Linked DNA regions of Zea mays: region 1 is linked to region 2. Evidence: chromatin contacts called from public Hi-C data. All regions are on one chromosome and are shown on one strand. The core of a region is the stretch at or near the end of the contact, and the rest is flanking DNA. Distances in the headings are between cores, read along the strand shown.

What was found. Hi-C and Micro-C count contacts between places; a contact is called where the count stands out from the background.
Region 1: a contact with region 2 is called in a Hi-C map of tassel, with 2.3 times the contacts expected there. The contact joins the promoter of VP8 here to the promoter of LOC103644148 in region 2. A contact is called at or near these places in 4 of 25 Hi-C or Micro-C datasets (ear, endosperm, leaf and 1 more).

The regions. Positions count from the first base shown.
Region 1 is chr1:293,130,849-293,133,977 of Zm-B73-REFERENCE-NAM-5.0, reverse strand. VP8 (Probable glutamate carboxypeptidase VP8) reads right to left here and starts at 1,505. Exons shown (of 10, transcript NM_001127252.1): 1 at 561-1,505. The coding sequence starts at 1,505.
Region 2 is chr1:292,934,142-292,937,613 of Zm-B73-REFERENCE-NAM-5.0, reverse strand. It overlaps LOC103644148 (calcium-dependent protein kinase 11), which reads left to right and starts at 1,882. Exons shown (of 8, transcript XM_008667344.4): 1 at 1,882-3,025. The coding sequence starts at 2,212.

The DNA of each region.
Region 1 (3,129 bases), core at 256-2,755, 200 kb before region 2:
AACACCATATTACGTTCCACACAAACAAAATTTCTTAAGGTAGATCCAGTGTCGAAGGCTCTTACATGAATGAGGTGCAAGCCTTCCCCGCAAATGCGGAGAGGCTGTTTCGAAAGCGTGACCTAATGACTCAGTGAGACAGCTCTCACCACCTCACCAGGCCTACCCTTCTTAAGCTGGAATGTCTTAAGTTGAAGAAAATCAGTTAATGAACTTCACCAATCAAATTACAAATTTCTCACCTAATTGTAGCCTATGGAAAAATTTAGATGGAATAATTTAGGTATCAGACATCCATGGATATTGTACAGATGGAAGCACACAAATATAGACTGACAATCCAGAAAGATATAACAGAGGAAGCAAGCAATACCATATTAAGCTAACGTCAACTCACTGCCTACATCCAGTTCCCAATCGAGACACCAAAAACATGCCATATGACTCCACAACAACATAGCAAATCCGCATAGTCTTTTGGATCTAGCTGTCCATTAAATTTGTCCTTATACATGTGTTGTTGTCACTCCATCATACAGAAACAAGACAGCAAGTTATACCTGATACGTGAAGTTGACCAGCGTGGGGCCAGGTCCAAGACCACCGGTATCCACCCCGAGGCCGTCCTTCCATTCCGCCGGTATGGCCGGACCGCCCAGGCTTCGAATGATCGCTGCTGCCGTCTTGGCCGACACCGGCATGGAGGGGATACTCGGAAACCGCTGCTTGACTGCCTTATCGTCGAACTTCAAACGCTCCGCACCGCTGGTGGCGGCCCACCCGGGGGTGAGCGGATCGCCGGGGCCGCCGAGAAGAACGACTCCTCTCTCGACGCCGCCGTCCGCGTTGCCCGCGATGAGCACGGCGACGGCTCCCTTGTCCGCAGCGCGCGCCACAACCCCGCCGCGGTACCCACCCCCGCGGCGCGCCACCGCGACGCGGCCGCGCACGCCCACTCCAAGCCTCTCGAGCACGACGTAGTCCTCCTCGCGGCCGAGGTTGACGAACACCGCCTCCGCGACGGCCCCGCCGGACGGCGCGTACGCGTGGTACGGAGGCACGACGCGGCGCCCCTCGTCCGCGGGCTCCTCGAGCGACAGGCGCGCGAGCAGGGACCCGTCGGGCCGGAGCAGCGCGAGGGAGGCGTGCCCAGGGTACGAGAGCAGCGGCTCGTACTCGCGCGTTAGGGTTTGGAGTCCCGCGGCGCGGAGGCGGGCGAGCACGTGCGCGGCTGCACCCGCCGACGCAGGCGTCCCCGCGAGGTGCGGCCCCGCGGTGAGCGCGCGGAGGTCAGCCGCGATGCTCGCGTTGGCCCCGGGGGACTGCGACAGGAACAGCCGGGACCGGGAGGGATCAGTGAGTCGGTCGCTGGCGGCGGCCGCCGCCACATGGGGCCTCCCGGGGCGGCGGTGGAGAACGAGCAGCGAGACGAGGAGCAGCAGCCCGAAGGCAGCTACGAGCCGGACGGAGCCGGGGGGCAGACGGGCCAGGACGGAGTGCGGCATTCCTCAGGCCCTGCGCGGCACCGGAACTGACCGCACACGCCGGTTCCGGCAGGCTTTGCGACGGCGGAGGCGAGCGAGTGACGGAGTGAGCGTGTGAAATGGGAGCTCGTGAAATGGCGAGGAGGGACAGGAGCCAGGATGCTTTCCTGGGTGCTTCGGTGTGTATCACTACCACCGTGCCGCCGTACGCAGCTTTACGCCCCGACCCCCGTTAATGGAGCTTTTCCGTTGCCACTGCACACTCCATCAGTTGAGCTGAAGCGACTGCGGTCCGGGTCAGGTACTCCGGCACGTTCATTCAGGTGTCCGCACAGTCGGCGCACACGCAGATTGGCTGGGTCCGGCCGGCATCGGCAAGAGCTCTCCTGTCTGTTATCTCGCCACAAAAATAATATGGCATACCTATAATATAAAACAGTATTTTACATGATCACATAGATTAGTCGGTTAAATAAAAAACTAACTTTAGAAAAATAGGTAAACTATGATAATTAGATAACGAATCAAACATGCTCTAAATTTTTAGTGACTTTTGCATGACCGGATTAGGCACTTGAGCTTAGGGTAGAACCAACAGGTAGCTTCGATAGGCCCCTAACTATCCTAGAATTTGGTTTAAAAACAAAACTATTTCTCATGGTTTAGACATAAGGAAACAAATCTATACAGTTTGGAACCTAAATTGATGAATTAAATGTGTTATGATCATTTTGTTATTTTCTGTTCTTGAACTGAATTGATGGAATTTATATATGTGGTACCGAATTATGGGCGATATTACATTTAAAATATTTTCTTCTTAACTACTCTAGGTTCAAATTCTAGATCTGCCACTACTTGGGCTCATAGCCTGGACCGGGCTAGCCCTATGTGCCTCGTCTCATGGCATCATTTACGCTACTTAGGTTATGTCGGGACGATAAATTCTAGTTTGGTATTGGTTTGTATTGTCATATCATTGCAACCCAAGGTTGGACTGTGCACTAATCTCTTCTCTACTACTGTAAATTACCTGTTTCCACCATTTCCCCACATTTAAATAGTAAAAAGAGCTAAAATTATGCACATATATAGATTTAAACCATGGTTGTTGGCTCCAAACATACATTCACAACCACGTAGCCAACAAAACACACATGTCTTTGGGTGTTATACTTTATACTCAAGCGTGTATAGAAACCATAACAACGTACAAATACCTAACTAGTTCCTCTAACTCATGTCTTCTCATCTAAATTCTAAACACAAATATCCAGTGAGTTTTTATGGTTCATGCAACGCGCGCACTCTAAAAAAGACGAGGGTCTATCTTGTCGGCAACCGAAATAAGTCTACGTGGTTGGTACTTGCACTCACACTTTGTTGACAACCAAAATATAACTCCAGAACAAGGGTTTGTCTTGTTTGCTACTATTTTAGTGCTGTAACATTCTAAGTCTCTGACCACAAATATCTTCATTGTGTTGGATGTGTATTCTACATTCGGTTAACATGAACCGAATTAGGCTTAACCCAACTAACTCCCTAATCCACACGCCCTTGATTTGGGGGCACCTAACCTAATGTTTGCAGCCCCCAGCTCACCTTGCACCATATAAAAGGGATTAAGGGGCCGACAATATTA
Region 2 (3,472 bases), core at 633-3,132:
TGGTCGAAGTGCATGCATGGTGAGGATTGCTTGGTGCAGATGTTCGTCGAGGGGGATTGATGGAGGCCGGTGTTTCTTCATATGTCCTTATGCATATATAAATATTCATTTTAATGCTTTGTTCTATATCATTTTGTTCTTGAGTAAAACTAACTGTAAACCAAGCATTCATTTGTGAAGGAGAATTGTGGGTTCACTCGTTGGGTAGATCCTAGTTCGATTTTTCCGCATGCGGAATACATATCCTACCTACAGAATAGGATATTTTATCTAGAGAGGGAAGTAAGCAACATAAATGAGAAGGAAGGAGGAGACAACAACAATGAAGGTGGTTCATAGGTTCAAGTATGCTCAGATCCATATTGCTGCTGCCCTTGTCACAACACGAATGTTGGTCCTCCACCTTCTCCACCGCAACCACAGCAGACAACAACAATGAGAGGATACTGTGGAGAAGGGTCCACACAATTTGGAATGTGGGAGCACTACTAGAAAACTCGTTTGTATCAATTGCTTTAAGTGTGTTGTTTTTCTTTATTAATTGCTTCAAGTCGTCTTAATCAATTGTTTGTAGTGCACAATTTGAATATCTAATAAGTAGTTCGTTACTAAAAAAATTGTTCGATGGTAAATAATACATAATAAGAAGTTTATTACTACATAACATCATATAAGCACCTAGACTACTGAGTGCAACAGGGCCATTTGCCCTTGCGAAAAGCATCAGGGTTCTCCTCCATTGCGTCCTTTGCACGACGTGCACGCTCAAGCTTCCTCTCCTTCTCCTCCTTGTATTTAGTAACACACCTCATTTCCTGCTCGTCTACCCGTTGTTGCTTGGCAGCAAGCTCCTCTCGTCTTTTCTCTATCCTTTCTTTGTCCTCCGCGTCTCACTTCTTAAGATTCTCCAAACACTTCTTGTCTTTCTGTGACATTTCTGTGTCAATCCACTGCTCAAAATCACAGAGTGGTGGAGGAGTCTACAATACATGCAATGATTAGTACGCAAACACTTAGATTTCAAATTGTTAACATACTAAAAATTTATTCTCACCATTAAATTAATTCGGCGCTGAACAATTGTTGGCTCAAATGCATAGTTAGCACACATCCAATACCTTTGTCGATACGTGTCATGATCCTCAGACTTGTCAACCTTGCAAGGATCACCACAAAAACACGTAGGCACTGGAACACCAGTTGGCAAAGAAAGCAGGTCGAAGGCAGTTCCGGCCAATGGACCCTTCCTAAATTTCGATAAGTATTATAAGACTCATAAATATTAGTTATTACATTTAATACAACGCTTACCTTTATTTAGCACTTTTACCACGTCTAGACATCCTACAATTCAATAATATGATGATCAAAAGTGATTATAAGAATGATTCACAAACGATAACCATAACCCTAATAATCAGACATAGCAAAAGGCCATAAAAGGGAGGAAATTACCTTGATACACAGGAACAATAGATCCAAGTCGTCAGGTTGATATTGGTCGTTTGGTAGAAGAGAAACTATCGGTCGAAGTTCGATATTTGTAGACACAGAGCTCAGCGCTGAGATCTATGGCGCCGAGGTCGGCGCTGACCTCTGGCCACATTACCGCCACGTAGAAGCCACACAGAATGTTGTACACATCAAAGTAATTGGCGTCGAGACGTACTAGCTCGGCGCTAATGTCGATGGTGTCGAGCTGAGGGTCTAGTTTTTAAAATGAAACCAGAAGGGGCGTATGTGTGAAAATAAAACCTAAAAAAGACTAAATTACAAAAAAGACGGAAGCTATTTCTATTCCATACCAATTTTGCCAAAAATCAAATAGAAACGGCTCGTGGAGTTCCCAAATATACGATTTGGAATTTGGTGGAAGGAACGGTGATGATTAACCATCCGATATGGCGCGAAGAGCCCAAGAGCCCGATCCGCATCCTGCGGTTTCACTCGCCTCCGATCGCTGGATCACTACGCTGACAATCGGCCCCATACGCGTCGGACCCACACGTCATCCACACGAACCCGCTGCCAGGGACCCACCTCGGCTCCGTTTCATTCATCGGTTCCTCCCCTTCCGCCCCGCTTCCACGATCGATTCAACTTGAAGGTCCTGAACCACCCAACCGGTAACCTCCTCGCCGCCCCCGCGTCCAATGCCACCGCCACCGCCGTCGCCGCCGTCGCTGCCGTCCGTGTAGCGTCCCCGCGGCGATGGGCAACACCTGCGTCGGCCCCAGTGCCGCTGGCCGCAACGGCTTCCTGGCCAACGTCACCCTGTGGCGGCCCCGCGGCGACGACCCCGCGCCAGCCCCAGCCCTACCGCCGCCCCCCTCCCCCGCCTCCGACAAAGCGCCCGATCCCGTCACCATCCCAGAATCTGAGCATTCCTCCCACCACTCATCCCGATCCACCGACCTGCCACCGGCCCCTGCCTCCCAGCCGCAGGACAACCCTACGGCGAAGAAGCCCGCGCCCAAGGTCAAGCGCGTCCAGAGCGCGGGCCTCCTCGCGGACTCCGTGCTCAAGCGCGACGTTAACACGGCTCGGCTCAAGGACATCTACACCATTGGCAAGAAGTTAGGTCAGGGTCAATTCGGCACAACCTACCTCTGCGTCGAGAAGGCCACCGGCCGGGAGTTCGCCTGCAAATCCATTGCCAAACGGAAGCTGCTCACGGAGGAGGATGTCGAGGATGTGCGCCGCGAGATCCAGATCATGCACCACCTCGCGGGTCATGCCAACGTCGTCTCCATCGTCGGCGCCTACGAGGACGCCGTCGCCGTGCAGCTCGTCATGGAGCTCTGCGCTGGTGGGGAACTTTTCGACAGGATCATCCAGAGGGGGCACTATTCCGAGAAGGCGGCCGCGCAGCTGACCAGGGTGATCGTCGGCGTCGTCGAGGCGTGCCACTCACTCGGCGTGATGCACAGGGATCTTAAGCCGGAAAATTTCTTGTTTGTCAATCAAAAGGAGGACTCGCCCCTGAAGACCATCGATTTTGGACTGTCCATCTTCTTCAAGCCAGGTATATGGCATCGATTCCTTGACTAGCAATGCAGAACAATTTTATTTAATTGTGAAGCTGTTTTAGTAATGTGAACAGTTGAGCTGATAACTGTGGCGACAATTGCCGTACGGTTGTTACATAATGGGGGAATTTTTCGTACGTACGTAGAGCACTGTTGTGAGCGTCCATGCAAGAGGCCACCATGTGATCTCATAACAAAATATAGATCAACAACTGTTACATGCATAGTGGCGTGTGTACTTCACACAATGGTTGCATCACTTTTACCATTCAACATTCTGAGATCACTTGTGCTGCTGAACTACATTGAGCAAGTAGTCAGTACTGGTTTTATTTTCTTCAATCTCGTTATAATATCACTGCAACTTGCAGTTGGGAGCATCACCCCAGAACTTATGAAGTTCCTAATAAGGTTTGCTTGTGTTCTTATATTCAATACCATTC